2 separate regions of the Callithrix jacchus genome follow, and region 1 is linked to region 2. Evidence: chromatin contacts called from public Hi-C data. All regions are on one chromosome and are shown on one strand. The core of a region is the stretch at or near the end of the contact, and the rest is flanking DNA. Distances in the headings are between cores, read along the strand shown.

Region 1 (7,362 bases), core at 2,605-5,104, 130 kb after region 2:
AACTTAAGACCTCCACATTAAGTGGCTTTTTAACAAGAAAAACACGGCAGCTGTAGCTCCGGAGCTACTCTCTTGCCAGCATTTTCACATTTTGCCTTTCTCATGGTAGAAGCCAGTACAGAGAAATGTGGTGGTAACACTCGAGGCGTCGCCCCGCAGAGCTGTGGTGAGGTGCGGATAAGGCTGAGGTGCCAGGCTGTCAGCATTCTGAGCTGGGCTTGTTGTTTTTAAGTCCTGTATATGTATGTAGTAGTTTGGGTGTGTATATATAGTAGCATTTCAAAATGGACGTACTGGTTAACCGCCTACCCTGGAGAGCGGCTGGGGCTCTCCACCCTGTTACTCGTATGTTAGAGAGGTAGCGAGCTGCTCTGCTATATGCCTTAAGCCAATATTTACTCATCAGGTCATTATTTTTTACAATGGCCGTGGAATAAACCATTTTTACAAAAATAAAAACAAAAAAAAAAGTGAGATGTTTTGGTATAATACCTTTCCAGGTGTGTGTGGATACGTGGCTGCATGACCAGGTGGGCGGGGGGCATGTCTCAGGGTCTTCTGTGACCTCACAGAACTGTCAGACTGTACAGTTTTCCAACTTGCCGTATTCACGATGGGTTTGCCTTTTAGCTGCAACAATAAAATTTTTTTCTAAAGAACATGAATTTGGGGTGCTTCCCATTTTCTTTGCTTTGCTTAATAGACCTAAGCCTGGACGAGTGACTTCTGTTTCTTTCCATCCCTGCTGATGTGAAACAGATGTTGTCAACTGGGGTTAGAGTTTTCCACTTCCCAGAATTAACCTCAGCGTCTGGCGTGGACAGCGCCCTCGGGCTGGAATGCTTTCCTGACTGGGAGCTGATTGACCACCTTAGGCTTCAGCGCGTTTCCTTCCAAAACCCCCACTTGGCATAATTTCACAAACTTATCATCAGTGGTGTTTGAAGAACAGTTTTAAGTTGTAGTCTCAAAACTCTGTCCATTACCCAATTGCCTATAAGAGACAATGGTTAACGCATCTCAGTACATAAAGTCTATTTGATATAGAATTGACTTAGAAATAAGATAGTCTTTCATTTGTGTACAAAATTAAACAGTGTAAATTCCCCAGAAACTTAAACTTTTCGTTTTGAAGTAATTTGGGATTTGCAAAATGTTGCAAAAAGTACAGAGTTCCCCGGTACCCTCCAAGATTCCTCAGCTGTTTCAAACCTGACTGCATGGCCAGGCTCCCGAGACCAGCAACAGGATAGGCTGTGGTCACGTGGCTCCACAGGGGCCTGGGGCTGCAGATGTCAGTGTGGCTCCTACCGTTTCGGGTATGAAAAAGGTCATCTAAGCTTTCAAGAAGGAGGTTGCTCCAGGGCCACGGTCCCCAACCTTTATGGCACCAGGGACCGGCTCCATGGAAGTGTTTTTCCACAGACCTGAGGGTGGTGGGGGATGGTTTTGGGATCCACCTCAGGTCATCAGGTATGAGATTCTCATAAGGAGCACAAAACCTGGATCTCACAGTTCACTATAGGGTTCACGCTCTTATGAGAACCTAATGCTGCAGCTGATCTAACAGGAGGCGGAGCTCAGGTAATAATGCTCACTTCACCGCTCACCTCCTGCCCTGCAGCCCAGTTCCTAACAGGCCTTGCACCAGTACCAGGTGTGTGGACTGGGGGTTGGGGACCCCTGCTCTAGGCTAGTACTGCTGATGCTTCAGAAAAGAGAAGGGGGACTGACAAATCAGATGGGCAAAAGGGCGAAGGCCATGCTGCAGAATGCCCATATGGGGTGAGCACACCTGGAGCCTTCACCAGCATGTGGAGAAGCCCAGGGATGACGTTTACCAGAGCTGCTGCCTGAGGCCCCTCCTTCAAGTGTCCTCACAGTGCCCCATGAGACCACAGGAGTGACCCCCCCCATTGGCATTTGGGGAAATGTTTGTTTCCCCCAGAGGTATTTGTGGAAATAACCACTGTCTACTCTTTTAGGTAAGAAGTGAAACACCAATTAAAAGTTTAATTGAAATTTCAGAAAATTGAACATATGAACAAGGCAAATAAATACCAAGTTAAACCAAAAAAAGCACAAAATGTACACAGGAAGTTTGGATGAGAAAGTTCTCCGATGCCGTGGTTACAACACCTCAAAGCCTAGGCTCTCTACATTAACGGACTCTCAGGATGTGGTTTGCTTTTTTCTAATAGACTTAAGTAGGAAATCAATTTTCTTTCTTTAAAGCAACATGTTCTTCAGCGAACTCTTTCTTCGGGGCAGCTGATGGCTTCTGGAGCAGTTTATTGACAAAGCCCTGGACTGACTCCGAAGCTGGATTGCATTTGGGTAGCGAGCGGCTCCTGGGCTGATGTGGTGGCTTCTTCCCTTCGTGCCGCTGAGCATAGGGAACGTGAGGTTCACAGTCCAGCAGCCGCTGTCCGTGGGCTCCATGGCATGCTGGCTGCAGGTCAGGCCGAGAGTGTGGCTATAGAAACCCTGGCTTTGTGCCTTCCCACCTTCCCCAGCTCACCGGGGTGACAGCTGGCTGCTGCTGAGATGACTTGAACAGCCTCCTCCATCCCATTGTCTGTTGACCCAGAAGTGCTGAGTGGCAGGGAGGCCTGGAGTTCCATACCCTCATTGTGGAACCTTTTATTCAGGGCCTCACTTTACCTGGCCTTGGCCCTCTTATAGGTGGCCACCAAGTGCGGCTCGGCTCTGCATCTTGGGGAAAGTCACACACACCCTCAGCCAGAAGTTGGGGGCTCTGTTGAGGCAGTGCAGCCCCTGGAATGCTGTACTTGGCCTTGCATTTTTCTATCCTGTCCAAAAGACCAGCCTATGCCCTGGGTCAGTGGCCGGAGCCTCAGGCAGAGCGCTGGGCAGCTCACACTCCTAGAGGAGCAGACGGCACCATTACCCAGAGCTCAGGTGTTATATCCAGGCCAAGCAGGAGCAAAAAAACCGAGGTGAGATTTGCTCATCAGCCAGGATATTTTAAAATACTGTGATTTCAACATCTGCCTCCTGGCCAAAGACTTCTCTTTGTTCTGAGCAGAGTGTGTCCATCCTCTCAAAAGCTAACCGTCCTTTTTCACCTGAAATAGCAAAGGCCTCTGTCACCAGGTTGGCTCCTGCCGCCTTGGTGTTTCCTACTCTCCTGGGCCAAGGTGGCCTTAATGCTTAGTGACTGTGGGTCTCAGTGGTCTCTGCAAAGTGGTGGGGGAGGGAGTATGGGCAGGAGCCCCCACCCGGTGACTCTCGCTGCCCAGGGGCCTTGCTTTTACCTCTAGGATGTTCTGGCGAATCAGAACCCTGCCCTGGTTCTGGCCTCTGTCCCAAAGATCATAAAGTCTAAGAAGACAGCAAACACTCCCTGCCACCCCAGCCACGAACGAGGCCTGTCCTGGCAGAATGCTGCAAAGGGTAGAGGTCGGCTCTGCACCAGGGCTGCTAACGCTGCCTATCTGGGGTGCTCCAGAGCTGTTCTGCCTGCCAGGAGAGCTGGGTGTGGCCTCGCACAGATTCTAAGGGCCCCAGGAACCCCGCTGTCCTGCATGGGATGTGTTACTTTACCAAATGACAGTGTGGTTTCCCGGGCTGCCACCCGCACGGCCTCCAGGTCAGACTGGCACAGGCTGGCAATCTGGTCGATGCTTTCAATGCCCTGTTCAAGGTTGAGAGAGAGTCCTTTAGGGTGTATTCTCAACAGCAGGTAGAGTCCACTTAGTGGCCCTGCAAGGCCAGCCCTAGCGTGGTCTCTGGGGCCTCAACCCCTTCCTTTTCTGCAGGCTTCCAGGTTTCTTAGGTGGCCTCAGGTTCATGAGAGGTACCTCTGGACTCGAAGCGCCTTGCCTCTTCGGTCCTGACACCTGCTAGGAAGCCAGGCTGTTAGCAGAAAGCTCTGCTTCCTGGATGCCTGCTGAAAGGCCAGAATTGAAAAGGAAGTGGCCTGCTGCTTTCTGGACCTTCCTACCTCCCCCACGCTCTCCTTACCCTCCTCTCTCCAGGGCAGCCTGTGCCAGGACATCGCGTACTCAGGCACATACCTGGGGCTGCTCCTGCAGGCCCAGGACTGGCATGCGCTGCAGCGCCCTCTGCTGGACACCCGGCCCTTGCTGGTTTTCTGATCTTAGCCAGCTTCTCTCAGAATTTCCTGTTGATTCATCCCATAATGAATGGGACGAGTGAGTTTAATCTGTATGGAACTGTCTTTCATATAGCAACTGGCAACTCCAAATGCAGGTGAGGCTGAGGGAAAGCAGAAATCCCCTCACATTCGTGGGATTTGTGTGTGGGTTATATCAAGAGTCTCAAAAATGCTCATTCTCTGGCTCTAGGATTGGATCTAGCCTGAGGAAATAATTCAGAACTCCATGGCTTTTTAAAGCTTTATGCACAAACATGAAGATAATGACATTATTTAGGATGAAAAAACTATTTCCTATGACAGTGGGTAAGTAGGTTAAATTAAGGTATACACTTGATAGCCCCTTCATAAAGAATTCTAAAGTGGAAAAAGACAAGACATAAAAGAGGAGTCAGGCATGGTGGCTCACACCTCCCAGCATTTGGGATACTGAGGCAGGCAGATCACAAGGTCAGAAGATCGAGATCATCCTGGCCAACATCGTGAAACCCTGCCTCTACTAAAAATACAAAAATTAGCTGGGGGTGGTGGTATGTGTCTGTAATCCCAGCTACTCAGGAGGCTGCGGCAGGAGAATCACTTGAACCAGGGAGGCAGAGGCTGCAGTGAGCGGAGATTGCACCACTGCACTACAGCCTGGGTGACAGAGCGAGACTCCCGTCTCAAAAAAAAAAAAACTCTAAAGTGCTGCCAGTCTAACACAAAATGTTATTTTGTTGACTGCTTTTAAACTGTGTTTGGATCAACAATTTTAAATGCTCACACACACCCACAAACTTTTAACAGAAGCATACCAAAATGTCAACAGTTGTTTCTGCTACTTGCTGCTAGGATGATGGATAACTTACTTTTCTGTCTCTATATTTTCTATATTTTATACTTTTATACACACACACACACACACACACACAAATGAGCTGATTGTTCTTTAAAAGTTTTTTTTTGTTTTTTTTTTTTTTTTTTTTGAGACAGTCTCAGTCCGTTGTCCAGGCTGGAGTGCAGTGATGCAATCTCTGCTCACTGCAACCTCCGCCTCCTGGGTTCAAGCGATTCTCCTGCCTCAGTCTCCCGAGTAGCTGGGATTACAGGTGCCCGCCGCCATGCCCAGCTAATTTTTGTATTTTTAGTAAAGACTGGTTTCACCATGTTAACTAGGACAGTCTTGATCTCCTGATCTCGTGATCTGCCTGCCTCGGCCTCCCAAAGTGCTGGGATTACAGGTGTGAGCCACTGCATCGGCCCTTTAAAAGATTTTTAACTGAGAATTTAAAAACATGTAATTCAGAGCTCAAAGTGAGTTTCTGGGGCCGCCTGCATATTCACCTAGAGCCACAGCAAATGCCCACTAAGTATTGCTGTCAGAGTCTCTGGTACTGGAGCCATTTCTGGTCCCAGTGGAATTTTTTTTTCATTTTCAGAGACACAGTTTCATTCTGTTGCCCAGGCTGGAGTGCAGTGATGTGATCTTGGCTCACTGTAGCCTCTGCCTCCTGGGTTCAAGTCTCGAGTAGCTGGGACTACAGGCATGTGCCACCATACCTAGTGGGGTTTTTTTTGTATTATTAGTAGAGATAGGGATTCCCCATGTGGGCCAGGCTGGTCTCGAACTCCTGACTTCAGGTGATCCGCCCGCCTCGGCCTCCCAAAGTGCTTGGATTACAGGCGTGAGCCATTGCACCCAGCCCAGTGGAATCATTTTGAAGTTAACTAACCCTAACCACCAGCAGGCTTCTCTGTCAGCCACTAGTGGGGAAGCACCAGGCTCACCTTGAGCTGTTTGAGCGCCAGGCATGCAGCCTGCTGAAGCCTTGCGTCGTTCTCTGTCAGGGCATTTGTGTAGAAGAGCAGAGCCTGGGGAGAGGAGGAGGCTGTGAATGGAGGGGTGAGCAGAAGCAGAGTCCATGGTTCCAGGGTCCGTCAGCCACCAGGTGCCGACAGTAAGGCATGCAGTGCCCGCCCTTCTCTAAACAACATTCAGGTCATGATCTCTCCATCTTTGGGCCAGGTGTCCACAGTCACAAGATCTGTGCTGTGGGGTTTATTCCTAAAAACTGATCCCAGGGCTACTACAGTGGAGAAAGCTCTTTTTGTCTAATATTCTGGAAGTGCATTCTGAAACTGCTGTCTAAAATGCTGAATCAGAGAAAGATGCCCAGCTCAGAACCACAGAAGAACTGATGATACCGAGGGCATTGCCCTCCTCAACTGAAAAGGGGCAAGGCTGCTGCCCTGAGCCAGATGGAAACGTGCCTGTTCTCAGCGCCCCCTTCCAGTCACAGCAGTGACCCTGCCCCCTTCAGTCCATGACCGTGGCCACCTCAGTTCATCTCTTTGGGCCTAACGACTCCACTGAAAACAAAGTCGGCACTTGCTTCATGCATTGCTGTAGAGTTCGTCAGGAAGCACATGGGTTCATGTCCCGCCCGCAGCACAGTCCAGCTTCTGTGGCTGCAAAGGGAAGCCCAGGAGTTTTGCGCTCACTCAGTCAAGTGGCTGTGCCTTCAACTGCATGAGTGGGGCCAAGGAGGGCCCAGGCGCTGAGTTGGCTCCAGGGCCCAGAGCCAAACCAGAATGGCCACCTTTCCCTCTGCAGGTGGCTCTCCGAAGTGTCTGCTGCTTTGGGAAGACAGGGAGACGGAGTAGGATTGGGGCCCTCCTGCTCCTTCCTACATGGCATTGGTGAGGACTGTCAGGACACATCAGTGTGGAAGGTAGCCCTCTCCCTCCTCAGCTCCCCCATCTGAGGCTGAGCAATCTGTCACTGGGGTGACTCTGGCTCCCGCCTCAGTGTTTCCTGCTCTCTAAAGTTTGTCACATGAAAATGAAGGTTTTTGGGTTGTTGTTGGATAGAGTCTCACTTTGTCGCCCAGGCTGAGGTGCAGTAGCACGATCTCAGCTCACTGCAACCTCGGCTTCCCAGGTTCAAGCAGTTCTCATGCCTCAGCCTCCCAAGCTGGGAATACTGCCCACTGGCATGCACTGCCACTCTTGGCTAATGTTTTTGTACTTTTGGTAGAGATGGGGTTTCACCATGTTGGCTAGGCTGGTGTCAAACTCCTGACCTCAAGTGATCCACCCGGCCATGGAGGCCTTGTTTATAGTATGAAAAGATACCCATGTACCCCTAAACCACCCCCCCAGAAAAATACCCCTGACTTGAGTGGATGCTTGAATCCCAGCTACTAGCTTTCAGGACTACGGAAGACAAGATAAATGCATCA
Region 2 (7,630 bases), core at 169-2,668:
TGGAAGGATGGGTGGATGAATGGAAGGATGGGTAGATGGAAGGATGGATAGATGGGTGAGAGATGGATAATGGATGAAGGGATGGATGAATGGATGGATGGGTGGGTGGATGGATGGAAGGATGGACAATTGGATAGAAGGAAGAATGGATGAATAGAAGGATGGGATGGATGAATGAGAGGTGGATGATTGGTGGCGGAGGGATGAAAGGATGGATGGATAGATGGGTAGGTGGGTGAGGGATAGATGATGGAGGGATGAATGAATGGAGGATGGGTAATTAATGAATTAATGGATGAATGAGTGGGTGGAGTGCATACGCACAACGAATGGGTGACTGAATACATAAAAGAACTAACTAAATATATAATGATGAAAGGCAGAGGGCACTAAGAGGGTGAAAGGATTTGTTCCTGGACATTGAATGTGCCCTTCGGAAAGATTGCAAACTGGCAGTTATCATGCTAAATTGGGCTGCAGACATATTTTGTTTGGTCTTCACAGAGTTTTTAATTTTTTGAGTTGTCTATTATTTTAAAATTAGGAAATTTCACATTAAAAATTTAGATTTCTGTTTTCTCTTGCAAAATTGGGCCAGCACCCATACCAGGAAATAATATACTAGGACTGGCAGGGCTGAGCCCTCTGAGACAACACAGTTCTCACTGCTCCACAATGCAGCCCTGATGGAGAGGTTGAGTGTCAGCTATCATTTATCATGACAGTTTGAGCTGGTGTTTTTCTCAGTACCATTACAAGGAAAATGAAAGATGTCTTACAGGTGGCTTTTCATCAAAAATGGAAAATAAACTTAGGTAAAGAGGAAATTGGAAGAGAAGTATTTCTTTGCAGCCATGGAGAATACTCCTGTGGACTGGATGGACCAGCAATGCACCTGGCCTGAGTGGTAAGAGGCACAGATGCTAGAGCCTGAGGGCCTGGGTTCAAGCCCCTGCTCTGCTACACACTGGCTGTGTGGCCTTGTGCAAGTCACTGAACGTCTCTGGCCTCAGTTTCCTCATCTGTAAAGCAGACGTGGCCTCAATCCCTGCCTCACAGGGTGTCCATGATTTTCTCCGTGTGGGGACCTCTAGGTGTGAGCTGCTATGATCTCACACAGGGCTGGCTCCCGTCGTGTATGTGACCTTCCCACCCTGAGCATCCATAGCAGCGGCTCTCAATCAAGGGCAATTGTGCCCCCCCCCCCCGCCAGGGGACATTTGTCAATGTCTAGAGACATCTTGGGGTTGTCGCAACTTGGGTGGGGAGGGGCTACCAACATCTTATGAGTAGAGGCTGGGGAGACTGCGAACATCCTACAAAGCGCAGGACAGATTCCTGTGGCAAAAGATTGTTCTGCCCCGTGTACTCCAAGCTGAGGCTGCAGAACCCAGATCTACAGGAATCCAAGTCCCCAGAGAGGCTGAGCCATGGCAGGATATCAGGAGTCCCTGAAGGCTGCCAGATGTGGCAGGAGCCATCCCATCTGGCCAGAGCCAGTCAGCCCTCAGGATCATCAGGCCCCCAAGTTCTGTCCCCTCCCAGGGTGCCTGGCCCCAGCTGGCTCCCAGTCCCACACAACAGGCAAGAAATGTGTCCCTAGCGTCTCCTGGTGGCCTGGCCCTAAACTACATAACGCTTTCCAGCCAGTGTGGTGCCAGGGGAGGATGTTTAATCCAGACTTGTTGGGAATGTGGGAATTTAAGGTCATGGAAGGCAGCAGACAACGTTTCAAAGACGAATTGGCATGGGTTTGAATCTTCGATCTTCCAGTGACCATGTGGGAGGCCTTGGACAAAGCCCATGGTTCTCCTGGGCCTCAGTTTCCTCATCTGTAATGGGGATGATGTCATTTATGTCACAGTTTCGTTGGGAGGATGAAATTAAGTAAAGTGCATGAAGAGATGAAACATACAAGATGCTTCACAAGCCTCCTCAGATACTTGCTATTGCTGTGTTCATAGTAATTTGCGGCCACTTGTGTTTGATGAACTTCCAGCGTACCCAGAGGGATTTTTTTCAATAACTATCAACAAATAATTCTGCTGCAAAGAAATACAGATATCAAAAAGATGTACAATATATTATCAAGTGATCACAGGCCTCAGAAACATCGTATACAATGAGATCCCATTTTTTGTTTGATCTGTGTGTGTGTGTGTGTGCGTGTGTGTGCGTGTGCACGTGTGTATGTGTGTGTGTGCGTGGAGAGAGAGAGAGAATCTTGCTTGTTACCCAGGCTGGAGTGAACACCACTCACTGCAGCCTCCACCTCCCAGGCTCAAGCGATCCTCCCACCTCAACCTTCCAAGTAGTCGGGACTATAGGCACCTGCCACAATGCCCAGCTAATTTTTGTGTTTTTAGTAGAGATGGGGTTTCATCATGTTGTCCAGCCCAGTCTCAAACTCTGGGACTCAAGTGATCCTCCAACCTTGGCCTCCTAAAGTTCTGGGATTACAGGTGAAAGCCACTGCACCCGGCCTGATATATCTATATTTTTAAAATATGTACATTTACAACATGTATGAGAAAAAAAAGACTTCATTACCTTAGTATATAAAAAGCCCTACAGATCAACAAGAAAATTATCCAAGAGAAAAACAAACAACTTGAATGCTTTGCTACCAAAAAAGAAATATAAATGGTCATTGAACATATTTTTAAATGTCCAAGTTAACATGTAAACAGCGAATGTGTAGATTAGAATGATGGTGAACACCTTTTTCCCCTATCGTCAAGGCCAAGATCAAGAAGTCCAATCATACCTGGCCTTGGCTAGAATGTGGGGAAACCAGAGCTCACGTAGGTTGCCGCTGAGAATGACGATTGGTAGGTACAACCTTAGAGAGCATTTAGGCAACCAGCGTCAAAATGTTTAAACGCACCTGTCCTATGACTGGGGGATTCATTTGCTAAGAATGCATCCCTCAGAAATAGCTCCAAATACACGGAAAGACTTCTGCAAAAGGGATACTAATTGCAGCATTGTTAGTTGCAGCAAAACCCTGGAAATACCTCTGTGACTATCACCAGAAAACTTGTTAGATAATTTATTATATTCACACAATGGAATGTGTGAAGAATGCTCTCCTAGTGCTGATCTGGAAAGTTCTGCCAAGGTACACTGCTGAGTTAAAAAAAAAAAAAAATCCCAGTGCAGAGCAGGGTGTGTGGTGTGCTTCTATTTAGAGAAATGAGTACAGGAATCCGTGCACGTGTTTGCTTATCTGCCTTCTAGATATCTCTGTAATGATCCCCAGGAAATGATAACCAGAATGGATTCTGGGGAGGGAAGCTTGGAGTCTTAAAGCTTGGGATGGGGGTTAAGGATCAGAGGGAAAAGACCCGCTTACAATCTTTTGGTATCTTTTGAATTTTTGCACATGAATACATTCCCTTATTAATTTTTAAAAATTAAAATTTGTCATGCATTCGTAGATGACACAGAGAAAAATACCTCAAAGGATGTGCTCCAAAGTGTCAACAGCACTTATCTCTGAGAGGCTGGTGTGAATTAAAAGTGACTTTTATTTTGTTCTTTTTTAAATTATTTATTTAATCAGTTATTTCTTTTAAGAGAGAGTCTTGCTCTATCACCCAGGCTGGAGTGCAATGATGCAATCACCACTCACTGCAACCGCTGCTTCCTGGGCTTAAGCTATCCTCCCACCTCAGCCTCCTGAGTAGCTGAGACTACAGGCATGTGCCACCATGCCCAGCTAATTTTTTATTTTTAATTTTTTTGTAAAGACAAGGTCTCACTAAGTTGCCCTCGCTGGTCTTGAACTCCTGGGCTCAAACGATCCTCCTGTCACAGCTTCCCAAAGTGCTGGGATTACAGGTATGAGCCACTGTGCCCAATCTGTTCTTTTTTAAAAATCCAGAGACAGGGTCTCACTCTGTCGCCTAGGCTAGAGTGCACACAAACTTCTCTAAATAGGCAGATTTTTGTCATTGCCAAGGACATTACAAAGACTGAGGTCAGGTGGTTGGAAATATAATCCATGAAAAATCGAGAATTAGTACAGCTGCCCCACCATGAATTTGTTGGACATAGAAATGCCAAGCTTCTAACTCAGATCTGAGTTCAAATTCTGACTTCCATTTACCAGCTGGGCAAGTTGCTCTACCCCATTGGCTTTAGTTTCCTCATCTGTAGCCTGAGACCACATTGCTGCTGTCAGGCTCAAGTGAGACCATGCCTGTGAAGCTCTTGGCTCAGGCATACTCAAAGACCCAGTGCGAACAGGCAGAAATTCTGCACACACCCCAAGGGTGACAGGAGGGAGGATAGGAGGGGGCCCTTTGCCGGACTGGGAGTCAGTGGGCAACTGGCTGGTCCCTGAGTCCTCAACAAACCAGCCAGCTCAGCGGGCGTTCTTCCGACAGTTTGGAGAGAGTGACACCAAGTGGCCAAGTCTGAAACTACACCTTCAGGCCGGAGGATTAGTCTCTCCCTGTCCCCTCCAGCTGCGGTCCTGAGCCAGGCAATGAACCTCCCTGAATCTGTTTTTTTCAGCTGTGAAATGGAGGTAATGCTGCCTACCTGGCAAAGCAGAGGTTGGAATTAAATGAGGTAATCCGCAGCGATTCTCTTCAGGGCCGCCATATTGCACAACTTCAGGGGCCCCATTCATGAAATTATACAACTTAGCGGCACCTCTGACAGGTGGCTGTCATTATTATTCCTCCCTCAACACTAAGTTTCCTTCTGTACTCCCCTAGAGCGAATCTGAAGCTGGGTCTCCCAAAGTATAGAAAAAGTACTAGTGAGGATTCCTGGGGAGATCTTGGTGGGCACAGCACCCCAGCATCAAATAACATTTCATTCTCTGTCAATCATTCTGATCAAACTGATCTAGACGACAATCTCAGTTTGGTAGAAACGTGATGTTAATGCCTTTCTAACACTTACCTGTCTCCCTTCCAAACTTTATGTTTGAGGGTGGGCCTCACACTTAGTGCCTTCAGAAGGCAAAATTATTTGGCTAGAATCTAATAGAGTTACATGATTTCATAATTTTACTTTTTGTGGTCACCTTCCATTGAGCGCAAGTGGTGCTGGTTTTCCATTTACAGTAGATGTGACAGATTGTATTATTCTCCAAGTAGTCATCCTATTGGCAATTCCCTGTTGGTAAAAGAGATGGGATTTTACCATGACCCTCCCGACTGAAGTCAGGCTTGGCTATGTGACTTCCTCTGGGCAACAGAGTGTGAGCTAAGCTTCCAAGAAGCTGCTTTGTCATGTGGTTTCTCTCTGCTATGAGAATGGCCTGCCCCAGGAATGGACTGCACCTTTAACCTGGTTTGGAGTAAAGATGACACACGGCCCAGAGTTGCAGCAACCCACAACCAATAAGGAATGAGAAAGTAACTGAGGATTCACAGTCTCGATATGAATGAGAAATCGACTTTTGTCATTAACAAGCTCCTGAGATTGTTTGTTATTGCAGTAAAACCTAGCTTGAGTTGACTGACGTTGTAGAGATATGCATCTTTATATCAATATAGTGGCCTGGTGCAGTGGCTCATGCCTGCAATCCCAGCACTTTGGGAAGTCAAGGCAGCCAGATCACCTGAGGTCAGGAGTTGGAGACCAGTCTGGGCAACATGGTGAAACCCCGTCTCTACTAAAAATACCAAAAAAAAAAAAAAAAAAAAATTAGCCAGGCATCATGGCTGGTGCCTACAGTCCCAGCTACTAAGGAGGCTGAGGCAAGAGCATAAGTTGAACCCAGGAGGCAGAGGTTGCAGTGAGCCAAGATCATGCCACTACACTCCAGCCTGGGTGACAAAGCAAGACCATATATGTGTGTGTGGTGTGTGTGTGTGTGTGTGTGTATACTTAGCCAGGCACAGTGGTTCACGTCTGTAATTCCAGCACATTGGGAGGCCGAGGTAAGTAAGTGGATCACTTGAGTCCAGGAGTTTGAGACCAGCCTGGGAATAGAATGAGACTTCGCCTCTACAAAAAAGTTTTAAAAATATTAGCTGGGCACAGTGGCACATGCCTGTAGTCCCAAGCAACTCAGGAGGCTGAGGTGGGAGGATCGCTTGACCCCAGGAGGCGGAGATTGCAGTGAACCGAGGTAGCACTACTGCACTCCAGCCTGGTTAACAGATTGAGACTCCAACTCAAAAACGAAATAAAATAAAAATAAATCTTCTTAAATAAGATAAACGTCTTTAAAGAAAAATACTAAGTAGACAATGGTGCAAGAAATAGGCTGTATGTACAGTGATGGTAGTGGTTGGATGACTCAAGTTTGGGAAACCTGGTCAAGATTTTTAAATGTAAAAATTGTCACTGCAGATTGGACGTGCCTCATCTCAGGTACCCTGCAACACCACCCAAACCACATTTCAGATTCTCCAGTCCATTTCTCACCATGTCGCCAGATGCGTTTTCTTTTCTTTCTTTCTTTTTTTTTTTTTTTTTAATACGGAGTCTCTCTCTGTTACCAGGCTGGAGTGCCCTAGCACAATCTCAGCTCACTGCAATCTCTGTCTCCCAGGTTCAAGCTATTCTCCTGCCTCAGCCTCCCAAGTAACTGGGATTATAGGTGCACCACTGTCCCAGCTAACTTCAAACTCCCAACCTCAGGTGATCCACCCGCCTCGGCCTCCCAAAGTGTTGGGATTACAGGCATGAGCCACCACGCCAGGCCCAGAATGTGTTTTCTACAGTACAGGTCTGACCATGCTTCTCTCCTTGCTCTAATCTCTTTGAGTAGCTGGGATTACAGGCACCCGCCACCATCCCCATCTAATTTTTTTTGTATTTTTAGTAGAGATGTGATTTTACCATGTTGGTCAGGCTGGTCTTGAACTCCTGACCTCAAGTGATCCACCTGCCTCAGTCTCCCAAAGTGCTAGGATTACAGATGTGAGCCATCATGCCCAGCCTTTGCTACTATTTTGTTTTGTTTTTTGCTCCATATCACCTATCATTCTCTGACTGTATTTCACATTTATGTATTTATTTTCTGTATCCCTGTCACCGTTAGAATGTCAACTTCCTCCTTAAAGACAAGGATTTTGTAGGGGGGTTTTGTTTTTTGTATACAGCCCAGTACCTAGAACACTGTCTGGCACATAGTACATGCTCAGTAAGTATTTGCTGAATGAAGAAATGCATATATGATGGCAAAGGTAGATGACAGCAGCTCCAGGCTCACACTGCACTAGCTTCAAGTCCAACTGAAAAAACTTCTCTTTCAGCCAGGGGCGGTGTCTCATGTCTATAATCCCGGTACTTTGGAAGGCCAAGGTGGGCAGATCACTTGGGGTCAGGAGTTTGAAACCAGCCTGGCCATCATGGTGAAACCCTGTCTCTAATAAAAATACAAAAGAAATTAGCCAGGCATGGTGGTGGGAGCCTGTAATCCCACCTACGTGGGAGGCTGAGGCACAAATCACTTGAGCCCAGAAGGCAGAGGTTGTAGTGAGCTGAGGTCGCACCACTGCACTCCAGCCTAGGCGGCAGAGCAAGATTCCACCTTAATAACAAAACAAAAAAGTCTTCTCTTTCCCAGTGTTCTGAAAAAAAGTACAGAGTTGAATCCTTGGAATGGAGTACACTGATTGTCCAGGTCTGGGTCAGATGCCTTTATTTAAATCCAGAA

The links. A called contact is a pair of places that touch in the nucleus more often than the background predicts.
Region 1: a contact with region 2 is called in a Hi-C map of skeletal muscle, with 5 times the contacts expected there. The contact joins two enhancer-like sites. A contact is called at or near these places in 2 of 3 Hi-C or Micro-C datasets (both in skeletal muscle).

The regions. Positions count from the first base shown.
Region 1 is chr5:46,125,732-46,133,093 of calJac240_pri, forward strand. It overlaps RIPOR3 (RIPOR family member 3), which reads right to left. Exons shown (of 22, transcript XM_078371988.1): 20 at 5,909-5,992; 21 at 3,568-3,658; 22 at 1,980-3,089. The coding sequence ends at 2,989. It overlaps PTPN1 (protein tyrosine phosphatase non-receptor type 1), which reads left to right. Exons shown (of 9, transcript XM_035298916.3): 9 at 1-661. Among named protein-coding and RNA genes, the nearest start is that of PTPN1, 81 kb to the left of the region's middle. Within about 2 kb of position 3,855, at least 5 of the 16 cell types and tissues checked have an H3K27ac peak or open chromatin away from gene starts, as enhancers often do. A contact at or near this core is called in skeletal muscle, where this site is marked.
Region 2 is chr5:45,998,838-46,006,467 of calJac240_pri, forward strand. No RefSeq gene overlaps it. Among named protein-coding and RNA genes, the nearest start is that of PTPN1, 46 kb to the right of the region's middle. Within about 2 kb of position 1,419, at least 2 of the 16 cell types and tissues checked have an H3K27ac peak or open chromatin away from gene starts, as enhancers often do. A contact at or near this core is called in skeletal muscle, where this site is marked.